Linked DNA regions of Mus musculus: region 1 is linked to region 2. The links are chromatin contacts, called in public HiChIP or PLAC-seq maps. All regions are on one chromosome and are shown on one strand. The core of a region is the stretch at or near the end of the contact, and the rest is flanking DNA. Distances in the headings are between cores, read along the strand shown. Region 1 holds the start of Hrh1 (histamine receptor H1). Region 2 overlaps Gm38875 (a long non-coding RNA gene).

Region 1 (5,569 bases), core at 383-2,882, 33 kb after region 2:
TTAGGAAGTGAAACCTTCTCAAGCAGAATTCCAAGTTATCGGGCGCTGCTGACTTTCAGGAAGAAGAGAGATGATTTCCAAGGCTCTCTGCCATACGCCCCAACTCCTGTAAACTCCACAGCTGTGAAGAGGAAATATCTTGCCTTACAGTTTATAACAGGTGCGATCCTGGTCACTCCTTCAGTTCCAAACAGTGCATTAGTCCCACAAAGTGTAAATATGGAGGCCCTAGAGTAGCAACTGGAAGTAGAACGTGCTGTGGATTCCTGGGCTCCTTGGTCTCTGGAGGTACAGGTCAAAGAGGGTCAGGGTCTGGCAGGGTTGGCACCCAGGTCTGCCAGCTGACCTGAATTCAGCCACCTGTTGCCTGGGTTCCTAAGGGCATTTCAAATGAGTCTGGAGTCCCACCTTCCAGGCAGGCACAGACAGGCTCAAGGTCAAGGGCTATATCGAGGTGCTTACCAAGTAAGCCCTTTGTGTAAAAGACATCATTAACTTGTCCTCCGCCCCTCTGTGTTAAAAACTTTGGCCTTTGGACTTGGGCTGGGTAGGCTAGAAGTGCAGTTCTCGGTGAGGACATGGTAGAAGCTACAAAACCTGCCCATCATCTATAAATAGGGCTGATGACTGCTTCTTTTTTCTGGTGTAGTTTGAGATTTAAATCAGGGCTACGAGGAGGGGACTAAGACATCCATACAAGTCTGGAACTGAGCCACACAGGGCTGGGCCTGCATTCCCACAACTACATACCACTGCGGGAGGATGAGCCCCTTCTAGGGGGCACGGTGTCATAGCAAAGAGGAGCCACTTCCCTTCCTCAGTTGTTCTCCCTTCCCTGACTGTTGCCATCTGAAGCCACAATTGAATGTTAAAAGGGTTTTCCCTAGCAAAGAAGGAGAAACGCCCTCTCCTAGCTCAGAAAAACAAAACCCAAAAAACAAAAAAACAGTTCCTTAAGTTTCCCCAACACACACACACACACACACACACACACACACACACACACAAAAACACACTCTCGCCTTCTCCTCTTAGCCGGCACAGGTTCCTAAGTGTAATGGTACAGTGAGAGTTGAACAAGGTCGGGATAGCTCAGCGCAAGGCCCTGAGTTTCAGCATAGCACTTGCAGGATGAGGACAGGAGGGAAGGAGGGAAAGAGGGAGGGAGAGGGCGAGAGCGCATTCATTCTTCAGGATCTAGAGAAACAGTGGTTGTGCGGTTCTAAACCTCCCGAGTCTTGGTGATCCGGATCAATCAGTGTCACTAATTTAAAAAACAAAAAACCAAAACAAAACCCAAACAAAACAAAACAAAACAAAACAAAAACCCAACTAGTCCCTTGGTCCACCTGCGGTTGAATTTGCGAAGAATCCTGTCAGCTCCTCCTTATCTGAGGTCTGGTCTGTGGCTCTGCGTGTCCCCGGGTTAGCATGCGGTGGCAGTGTCGGAGGGCTGTCGCCAGGCTTCCGATCCATCCTTGGCTTCTTGCCAAGCTCAGGGCTCCGCCACAGATGCGGGGCGCGGCGGTAGAAGATGGGCGGGGGAGGGTGCCCTGGGGCTGCTGGTGGGCGGGCCTCTCAGCGGCTCCTCCCCCGAGGCCGCCTCCGCGTGCTCCCGCCACCCCCGCGGCCGCCTCCGCCACCGCACCGAGCAGTCTGGCCGCCGCCGCCAAACTTTCCCCGGAGCTGGCGCGGGTGAGTCGGAGCGCAGCGCGGGCAGGGGCGGGAACCCGGTGGCGGGCGGCGGGAGGAGGGCAAGGATGCGCGCACGCCCAGCTCTGAGTTCCGCGCCCCCGCAGGGCGGTGGGGACATCCCGCAGGTGGCCGCACGAGGTGGGCGCGCCGGATGCTCTAGCGGCCTGGGCAGGGTATCGGAGCTGTGGCTGCTATGCCCGTAAGCACAAACACCTGTGGCTTCCCGGAGCTGGGGCCGGGCTCACCGGTTAGAGTCCGCCTCCGATTTCTGGGCCAGGGGGCCTCCTCAACGGCTCCCCGAGATTCCTCAGGGTTTGGCTTTGATGCTAACCGTGGACGCAGACTCTGGGTTGAGGTGCGATCTCCGTGCCAAGCTCCGGACATCCACTATCTCAAATCCTTCTGAATCTCCGGGACCCAGGTACTACTAGTATACCCACTTTACAGAGGAGGAAACTGAGGCTTGGGGAGGGAAAGTTGTCTCTTAGAGAACAGCCTTGAGACTGAATTGGATGAATCCAAGCTTCTTAGCTAGGTGGAACCCAAACCAGGTGTCTGGGTATGAGAAGCGTCTGAGCCAGCGCTCCCTCCTTTCCTAGCCGGCTTTATCGTCGTTTCCTGGCCGAGCCAGAAGACTTGATACTGTGGCCAGGGTGTGTTCTGATGGCAGAGAAGATCCTTGAGGGCTGCCTTTTCCCAGAGAGCGTTAGGGGATACCAAATTCTGCAATTTACGCCGTGTTGCTCTGAAAGTTAGAGTCTTGAATCAGAGCACAACTGATCTTTACAGAAGCCACCTTTGAGGCGCTTGCTAGCCTGGGCGATGGAGACACAGGGTTGCTCCAGGCAGGGTGGCTCTCCTCCGACAGGGGGCTCCCACCTCCAGACGGAATGGAGCTGAGGGAACTGGAAGATCCCCAGGCTGACTGCTCTGAGAGCGCGTTCTGTTATTGGGGGGTGGGGGGTGGGGAGGAGGAAGGGCAGGACCCTGAACCAGGGGTGAAGTGTGTTACTGGAACAAAAAGGAGAGAGTAGGTGGAGATCCGACACTCTTGGGGGCCTGAAGGCCACCGGCAATCCTTGGAGACAGAGAAAGAGCCCCCCCCCCCATGGTTATGAGATGGTTATGGATTAACATAGTTTATACAGCAGCCATGCAAGGTACCGTTATTGAGCGATAGGTGGACACTCAGAGAGGTTCAATAGATTGCTTAGAGTTGCCCAGCTGGTCCGTGGTGGAGTGGATTGAGTACCAACCAATCTTGCCTGTATCTTAAATTATCAGTGAGACTCAAGAGGCGGATGGAACCTCAGGTCCTTCTGTGCTGTGGCTGGCAGCGGTGGAGACAAACAATAGAGGGATGCTAGGCAACAGGGTCCGCAGCATCCCTGCTTCTGCCTCCGATGGGGCTCTGGGTGGGTTGCTGTCATTGAGTAGCTTTCTAGGAATCCCTGCTCCGCCCATGTTGATACCCTGCTGTATCTCAGGACTTGCTGGACCTTCCATCAGGGCCACCTAGCTGCCCCCAGAACGTTGCTCCTGGTGGAAGACAGGGTTTGACTGATGCTGTTTTGAAATATGTCAAAGACCCGCAAAACCTGGGTATTCCCCATTTATGATTTCAGAGCCGTGCTGCCTGCCACGATCCTAGCACCCCTCCCCCAACACTGGGCAGTCGTGGCCTGCACGGGGTCCCCAGCCCTGAGCTGAGGGTTGTGGGGAGGCATTTGTGAGTGAACTCTCCTGCCTACACTCCTTTCTATAGTCAAGGAACGCCTGGCAGAGGCACCGTGGCTTTTCCTCAGTACCAAGGCATGGCGGAGAGGTTGAAGGTACATTTCTGGGTCCGGTCATCATGCTGTCTCTTATGCGCCGTTGACATATATCTGTTTCCCCATGTTTTGATTGGAGATGTTCATGGTTCCTTCTTCCCTGCGCGGGGGTGGAGGAATTAACCATGCCACATTGATACAGCACTGCAAAGATACCTTGTAATTCACCAAAGTAGTAGCAGCAGTTGTCACTGTGACACTGACAGACCCAGCGAGGCAAGCCTCTGAGCTCCTGGACATTGTGCACCCCTTGCTGTGTTGGTTTTGTTCTGTGATGCTGGGAATCCACCTGGGGAGCCTTGTTCGTGCTAGACAAATACTCGGCCACTGAGCTACATCTCTAGCCCCAAGCCTCATGGCTTTCTCAGCTGTAAAAATGGGGCAGATCTAGTTAGATGTTGTATATGGTAAAAAGGTCCTTCTTGTAGCCTCTAATTCTAACAGGTAGAGGACTCCTCAGCCAGCCACCTCAGGGCCAGGCCCCGGGGACGCTCCAGACATTGCTGTCATTCTCACTGCCACCCAGACCTGTCTCCTTCTCCTGGCAGGCTCAGTTCTGTGCTCCTGTGTGGTATGGATCCGGGGCGGTATTCAAACACATGTTTTCTAAACGGATGTGGTCAGGCTGGGGTGGACTTGGGGAGTCTTGGATTGGAGGGCCGAGAAGTTGTTTCCTGTCTCTCAGCCTGGACTTGAACTGTGTGGTCATTGCTTGGGTTCTCCAAGGAAGAGGCACGAGTTGACAGTCACAGGGTTAAAGGGCATGTGTGAGGTCTATTGGTCTATTTCACAAGATCTGGCCACAGCTGTCCCAACAGAGGACACCAGCCACTGCCTCTGGGTGCGTGCGGCTGGCTGTGGGGATACCACATGCCTTCCGAGCAAGGAGAAAGCATAAAGAGTTCTGCAGGCTCTCCCTCCCAGGGAAGCATACTGAAGGTCGAAACTCATTTTCGTCCCTGAGACCTGAATAACCGTGGACTCCAGTATCCTCATCTGTGAAATGGCCATGAATCATCCTTACCAGTGTCTGTTTCTCAAGATTAACTCAGATAGACAGGCAAAGAAAGGACGGGAAGAGTGGGGGGAGCGGCTGGAGCGTATAAATGGCAAAGAATTACATGCAATTGTAAATAACTCTCATTAGCATTCAGGCTGGGCATTAGCTGTAACTGCTCCTGATCCAAGACGCTTTATCTGAAAGCCGTACCTGGCAGAGGATCATTCAAGCCCCAGTCACCCGCTGCCCTCTCTTTCACAGTGATGCGGAGCATTGCTGAGTCTCGGGATGTAATTATAACAAAGCTTCTGTATCTTACTTATAAGTGACTCACTTCTGCCATTAATGGTGGCAGAGGACTCAGCCACACACTCTTAGGAGACAATGCTCCTGATGCTGCTCAGGGTGGGGTAGGGAGTGGGGTGCCTCGCCTTTTGTGTGCATTCATCAATCCCTTAGTAATTCTCCAATGATCCTGCAGGAGGATCACATGGACCGAAGAAGCTAACAGCTCTCACTTGCTTTCATGGCAAGGGCCCTTGCACCTTGTTTCAGCTAGAAGAATGTGCTAGCAACCACTGTGTCGTTAAAGAGGATGGAGTGGGAGAGGAAGATGAAGGCAACTCCAGAGATGAGTTGAAAGTGTAGCCACTGGCGTCAACTGGAGTTGAGTTTGGATGTGGGGGTCTGCCAGTTCATCTGTGAGGTTTGGATGGGTTTCCAACTAGAGGATGACTCTGTAGAGCAGGGACGGTGTCTTTCTTACGAAAGGCAGTTATGGATGCCTAATGGAGAACTGAGCCTTGGCTTTTTCTTCTGTAGAATGGAGCCGGATAGCACACACCTCCCCTAGGGTTTGCTGTGAGAACTAATTGATGAAATGTTATGACCAGAGTAAAGGACTCAGTGATGCCTTTGGAGAGAGAGACAGATAGTGGAAGGATACTGTTGTCCAGCCTAAGAAATAGAATGTTATTCTCTTACCCACAGTCTACAAAGAAGCAATAGTACAAGCCAGAAGAATGCCCTGTATTTAGACAAC
Region 2 (6,137 bases), core at 2,630-5,129:
AGCCGATAGTGCATTTTCTTGATTGATGTGGGTGGTGCTGCCCCTGGGCTGGTAGTCCTGGGTGTTATAAGAAAGCTTGGCTTTGAGGAGGAAGCTGGTAAGCAATATTCCTCAGGAGGCTCTGCTTCAGTTCCTGCCTCCAGGTTTCTGCTGAGAGTTGCTGCTCCAACTTCTCTGGCTGACAAACTACAAGCTGTAAAATGAAATAACCCTTTTCCTCCCCAAGATGCTTTTAGTCATGCGTGGTGTTTCATCAGAGCACTAGAAAGCAAGCTATGACATAACGAAGCTTCAAAAACAGAGACCATAATGTGAACCCTGGTATATCTGACTTAACTTTTTTTTTCTACAGCCATAAAAGGTGGGGAAAAAAAAACCAGTGAAATCAGGCTTGGAACACACATGAGCATCCAGATTTTAGCCTTGTGCAAAGCAAGCTGAGAACTGAGGGTTTCCCTTGTTTGGGGTTTCCACCACAGGAACGCTGATACAAACAGTCTGTTTCTTATGAATCATTAGTTGCTCTTCTTTCTCTTTTATGAACATTTATAAATCTGTGTCTGTTACTTCATAACAGACACAGTTTTGACACCTCGGAAATAAATTTTATCATATGTTCCCATGGGAACATATTGTGTGTGCAGAAAGCCTTGCAAGCCTCTTAGGTTGTAAAGGTTTGCTTCTGTTTAGCTATTTAATAGATTAAGTGAGGTGTAGAGAGAAGGGGTAGGAAAAAATAGGCAAGGCCAAGAGGAGAGTAGAGGACAGCAGATGATAGAGCAAGACAGGACTGGACATGACAGGACAGAAAAGGACAGGACTGGATAGGATAAGACAGGACAGAACAGAACAGGACTGGACAGAACTGGGCAGGACTGGACAGAACTGGATAGAACAGGATAGGACAGGACAGAACTAGACAGGACTGAATAGGGCAGAACAGGACAAGACTGGATAGGACAGGACAGAACAGACAGGACAGGACAGGACAAGAATGGATAAAGGCAGGGGACTGGAGTGCTGGCTCAGCAGTTAGAGCTCTTGTTCTTCCAGAGGACCCAAGTTTGCTTCTCAGCAGCCACGTTAGCTGATTCCCAACTTCCTTCAACTCCAGTTTCAAAGGATCTGAGTATCCTCTAGCTCTGCAGGTACGTGAGTACACACACACACACACACACACACACACACACACACACACACACACACACACACACAGAGAGAGAGAGAGAGAGAGAGAGAGAGAGATACAGAGAGAGAGAGAGTGGGGGATCTTGAATACACATACATGAATAAATATCTTTAAAAGGTAGTTCCAGCCAGGCAGTGGTGGCATACACCTTTAATCCCAGCACTCAGCGGGCAGAGGCAGGCAGATCTTTGTGAACTTGAAGCCAGCCTGGTCTACAGAGTGAGTTCTAGGACAGCCAGGGCTACACAGAGAAACTCTGTCTCAAATAAACGACAAGCAAAACCAAAGGCAAACCAACCAGCCAACCAAAACAAGGGAAGCTAGTTCCAGCTGCCTGGAGAAGCAGATTTGGCTTAACCTCAGCTCGGCCTCACAAAGCAGTGTAACCTTGGGCTTGGCCTAGTCACTTCCCTTCTCTGAACCTCACACAGAAATTGAGGAAGCTGAGCATGATCTCTAAATTTCCTCCCATTCAACTCTAAATCCATTTACTTATTTCATTAGTTAGAGTGCTTGTGTGTGCGTGTGCACATGTGTGTATACATGCACGACACAGTACACATGTAGAGGTCAGAGGATAACTTGTAACAGTAGCTTTTCTCTTTCTACTGTGAGTCCTGGGGATCAAACTCAGGCTGTCAGGGTTGGCAGCAAGCACCTTCATGTTCTAAACCCTCTTGCCATCCCTCACCCTTCATATTCTACTCCTTGAAATCTAGCATGCTCCATGACTTTCCTGCTTAAAACAATCAGCTTTTGTTTGTCCCCTGGAAACCATTTAGCAAGAAGTGGTCATATAACAGAATGACAATAGATAACGCAACTCGTATGGACTATTATGTTAACTGAATGAGACTGCAGACCATACACGGTTTCATTATATGAAGTTTAAAACTGGGCAGAACCCAGCTCTGGTGGCAAACTGGGGGTGGTGTTAACTTTGTGGTAGGGAGGGTGGGATTTGGGCTATTAATCAATAGCCAGGGGCCTTTTGGGTATGGTGGAAATGATGTAGCCCTTGATGCAGGTAGAGTTTGCAGGGTTGTAAACAGGGAAGATTTAATTAAACTGGAAACCAGAGAGCCAGATTACTGGTTAAGAGCTGATTGCATTTCCAGAGGACCTGGGTTTGATTCCCTGCACCTATCTTCAGGACCTTCTTCTGGCCTCTGAGGATACAATAAATTAAACATTTATTTATTTTTTCTATTTTTTTAAATTTTATTTTACTTTTAATATATTTTTTCACACTCCATAATCCATTCCCGCCCCCTCCCATCCACCCTCCATCTGCTCCACACCCCACACCTCTTCCCCACACCACCCTGTCTCCATGTGGATGCCCCCGCCCCAACCCCTCCTGACCTCTAAACTCCCTGGGGCCTCCAGTCTCTCTTTTTTTTCTTCAATTTTTTATTAGATATTTTCTTCATTTACATTTCAAATGCTATCCCGAAAGTAAAATTAAACATTTAATATCCTTCATCAGTCCTTTATCATATTCACATTATAATCCATTATACACTGTGAACACAGTATATCTTAACATGTAAATGGTTACCTCATGTGCGTTGCTTCTAAAACTGTGAATATAATGGAAATCACGAGGAAGCTGCTAACAGCAAGTTTTTACAAAACAATTAGCCACGATACCTCTTGGGAATAATCATGTTTCTAGAGGAGGAAAAATGACCCGATCTGGCATGATAAGTGCCGTTCTTGGTGTGGCTGTGCTTTGGAAAATAGCGCCATTTCCAGGATGGGGGCTAAGAAATCTGTTTGGGTCTCGTGGAATCAGACAGCACCATGAGTGGAAATGGGGGACACAGTTGGTAGCTGCCCCCCATGCCCACCCCAGCTGTGAGAACTGTTATCTGGTTTTGGCAGCCCTGTCACCAACCCTGCCTTTCTTGGCACAGTAGGAGTCCTTAACGGAATAGGTGGATATGTCTAGTGTCTGATGTGTCTGATCTCAGGCTCTGCTCAGCCTGTGGCCCCTGGGAGTCATCTGGCATCATTTGTCCATCACTTTCAGACTGAGTCCCACCTTCTTTCCAGAACTAGTCCTTTTGAAGACCACACTGGTGACGCCCGACCACACTTGTCAACTTCTCTGGGCTATGAACAAAAGACCAGTTCCTGGCAAAAACTTAGTGAAACCGTTCTTCTGCTCGGAAAGTGTGATCAGGTGCCCATGAGAGCGAGGTTTCTGAAGACAACAGACAATTGAGCCTTTGAAGGGTAGTGACTCGGACAGGAAACAGAAGCCTGCAGGACAAGGCACCCAGAACTGAAGAAAACCCCCAAGTCCAGGCAGACAGGATGAGTGGCCTGGTACCATGGTGAATCCATGCAAGCTGCCCCTTAGGGGCGTCAGGTCTCTTTCAGGAGACAGGAAGGGGTCTGCTTATAGGAAATGTCTACCACATACTGCAAGACACAAAATGTGATAAAGCTCTTACTTCTCCCCTTACCCATTCTGAACAGAGGTGTTAGGGTAAGCGTGTTTTAAGGAAGAGGAAGCTAGCAGCCAGAGATGGATAACAACTTGAGCAGGATCCCACAGCTAGCAGATGACAGAGCTGGAGTCAAAGCGAGGTCCATCTGATTCTAGTTAGATTTCTATCGCGTGGTAAGCACCATGACCAAAAGGAACATGAGAAAAGGAGTTTATTTAATCTTTTGTGGTCTGTCATGAAGGGAAGCCAAGGCAGGAACCGAAACAGATGAGAATGAGGAAGAATGCTGTTTATTGGCTTGCTCAGCCTTCTTTCATATATAACCCAAGACCACCTGCCCAGGGGCATCATGGCACAATATGGGCTGGGCTCACCCACATCAGTCAATAATCAAGAAATGGGGGAGATAGTGTAACTATTAATAGCACCGGCTGCTCTTGCAGAGAGCCTGGATTTGGGTCCCAGCAGCTCACACAGCAGCTCACAGCTGTCCAAGGGATCTTCTGGCCTCCACAGACACTACACATACATGGTATACATACAAAAATGCAGCTAAACACTTATACAAATAAATAAAAGTAAGCCTTTATTAAAAACAAGAAAAAAAAAGAAAAGAAAAGGAAAGTGCCTGCCAGCTTTGCCATTTGACCATCCGTTGGAGGCAGTTTCTTAGATGACCTTCGCTTGTGTCAAGTTGACAAAAAAACTAACCAGCCCAGAAGTCTACTGTCTTTCCTTCCATGAGGATGGGAACGATCCAGGCACAGGACCAGCTCGATGTTTCTAGAAAGCGCTCTCAGAGGAGCTCTGGGTTGAGCAGATCCTGGCATATCCAGGGTCAGCATTCATACTTCTAAGTGTACATGACAAAAAAACAGAGAAGGACAGAGTGGGAATATGAGACTGGTGGACCCATGAGACACAAAGCTGACTCAGGGTCAGTGTGTGGAAACATCTGGAAGCAGATGTTATGGGAAATTGGCAGGAGCAGGCAGCAGGTTTCCAGGGTCTAAGAGCCTAAAGGGCCCTTTTCACTACTCCCTCCCCTCTCCAGGCAAGCCCAGCTTTCTCATGCAGGCACCAGGGCACGGCCCTTGCCAGCTTCTGGCTGTTGAGAACTTCAGCCATAGCTTATGGCCGGTGATTCCACTCTACAATAGTTGGGTGTACTTTCCTTTGGGATGGGGTGCTTTTCCTTATGCAGCCAAAACACAGGTAACACTTCCTCATGACCTGCTCCATGTCACAAAAGCTCTGGTAGGGGGTCTTTTCCACTCAGAGTAAGTTAGGCACCCACACTTCAACTACCTGTTCATTGGCTGCTAAGAATTCACAACTGCCCAGACTCCTTATTTCTGGAGAGTTGTTCAGAACAGAAACCCCCAGACTCTAGGGCTAATGGCTGAGATGGGAGTATGGAACTCTGGCCCATCTCAGCTGAAGCAGGAGCACCTCCGTGTTGCATAAGCAATTCTACAGCCCCTAAGAGATCACACCAAGGCCAGATTTACACCCAGATGACTCCCTGTTTTGCTCAGACCCTCCCTAGCCTGCCAGTTCACCTCGCCTTCCATAAGGGGCATGACCTGATGTCCCCAAACAACCCCCACGTCATTTTACAGAAGAGTTAACTGAGCTTACATTGAATGTCTTTGGTTTGGTCTGTTCCCAAAATTCAGATCTTTGTGTCCTTTCATCCTGCCTCCACTGGCCTGGCTGTAGCCTCAGCTCCCCTTGGCTCTACCCCCCCACGGTGAGTCATTGTCCTTGCTAGGACTTTATGTCATGGTCGGAAATCCTGGAGTGGCCACAGGCAGACATGGCTGACACTTTAAATGAGATTTCCCAGAAGCCTTACTTGGTCTGCCTAGGAGGCACACGGGGGGCAATAAACACAAACAAAGGCAGAGCCAGAGTCCTATGCCCACCCCACCTGCTCATCATCTGGCCCCCTGAAATGAATAGATTGCTTTGTTTTAGGTATATGAGTGTTCTACCTGCATAATCTATGTGCCCAGATATACATGTGCATGTTTGGTACTTTTGGAAGTTAGAAGAAGATATCAGATCCTCTGCAACCGGAGTTACAGGAGTTGTGAGCCACCATATGGTGCTGGGATCTGAATTGGGGGATTCTCTGCAAGAGCAGCCAGTGCTTTTAACCAGCAAGCCTTCTCTCTAGCCCCCAGGCCATAGACTCTCTAGCCCTGAATGCATGGCTCTTCTCTGCACACATGCACCCTCTAGTCTCTCATCCGTCTCTCATAAATGAAAGCAAATCTTACAAGTGACCTGCAGGGGTCCTGGGTGTGCAAATGTTGATCTTTGACAGAGGTTATCAACACCGTTCTGGGAACATGGGATGTTTCTGTCACCCTGTGATGCGTCTCTGTGCCTTTCCAGATAAGTCCCTTAGGCTGTCACTGTTCTGATGTCTATCACCATGAATTAGATGTACTTGTCCTTCTGCATGCAAATAGATTCACACA

What was found. HiChIP or PLAC-seq counts read pairs in DNA pulled down with a chosen protein or histone mark.
Region 1: a contact with region 2 is called in an H3K4me3 HiChIP or PLAC-seq map of bone marrow-derived macrophages, with 2.5 times the contacts expected there. The contact joins the promoter of Hrh1 here to the enhancer-like site in region 2. A contact is called at or near these places in 2 of 39 promoter capture datasets (hippocampal neurons and second pharyngeal arch cranial neural crest), 23 of 484 Hi-C or Micro-C datasets (the C2C12 cell line, adipose-derived mesenchymal stem cells, bone marrow-derived macrophages and 16 more), 7 of 115 datasets of contacts at active chromatin or transcription factors (T-cell acute lymphoblastic leukemia, bone marrow-derived macrophages, embryonic midbrain and 3 more) and 3 of 9 other capture datasets (adipose tissue, macrophages and pancreatic islet).

Annotation. Positions count from the first base shown.
Region 1 is chr6:114,396,304-114,401,872 of GRCm38.p6, forward strand. It overlaps Hrh1 (histamine receptor H1), which reads left to right and starts at 1,633. Exons shown (of 2, transcript NM_001317125.1): 1 at 1,633-1,695. It overlaps Gm38875 (a long non-coding RNA gene), which reads right to left and starts at 1,448. Exons shown (of 3, transcript XR_869365.2): 1 at 1,350-1,448.
Region 2 is chr6:114,360,997-114,367,133 of GRCm38.p6, forward strand. All of the region lies in intron 2 of Gm38875 (a long non-coding RNA gene), which reads right to left. Among named protein-coding and RNA genes, the nearest start is that of Gm38875, 34 kb to the right of the region's middle. Within about 2 kb of position 3,880, at least 16 of the 459 cell types and tissues checked have an H3K27ac peak or open chromatin away from gene starts, as enhancers often do. A contact at or near this core is called in adipose tissue, bone marrow-derived macrophages, conventional dendritic cells and 1 more, where this site is marked.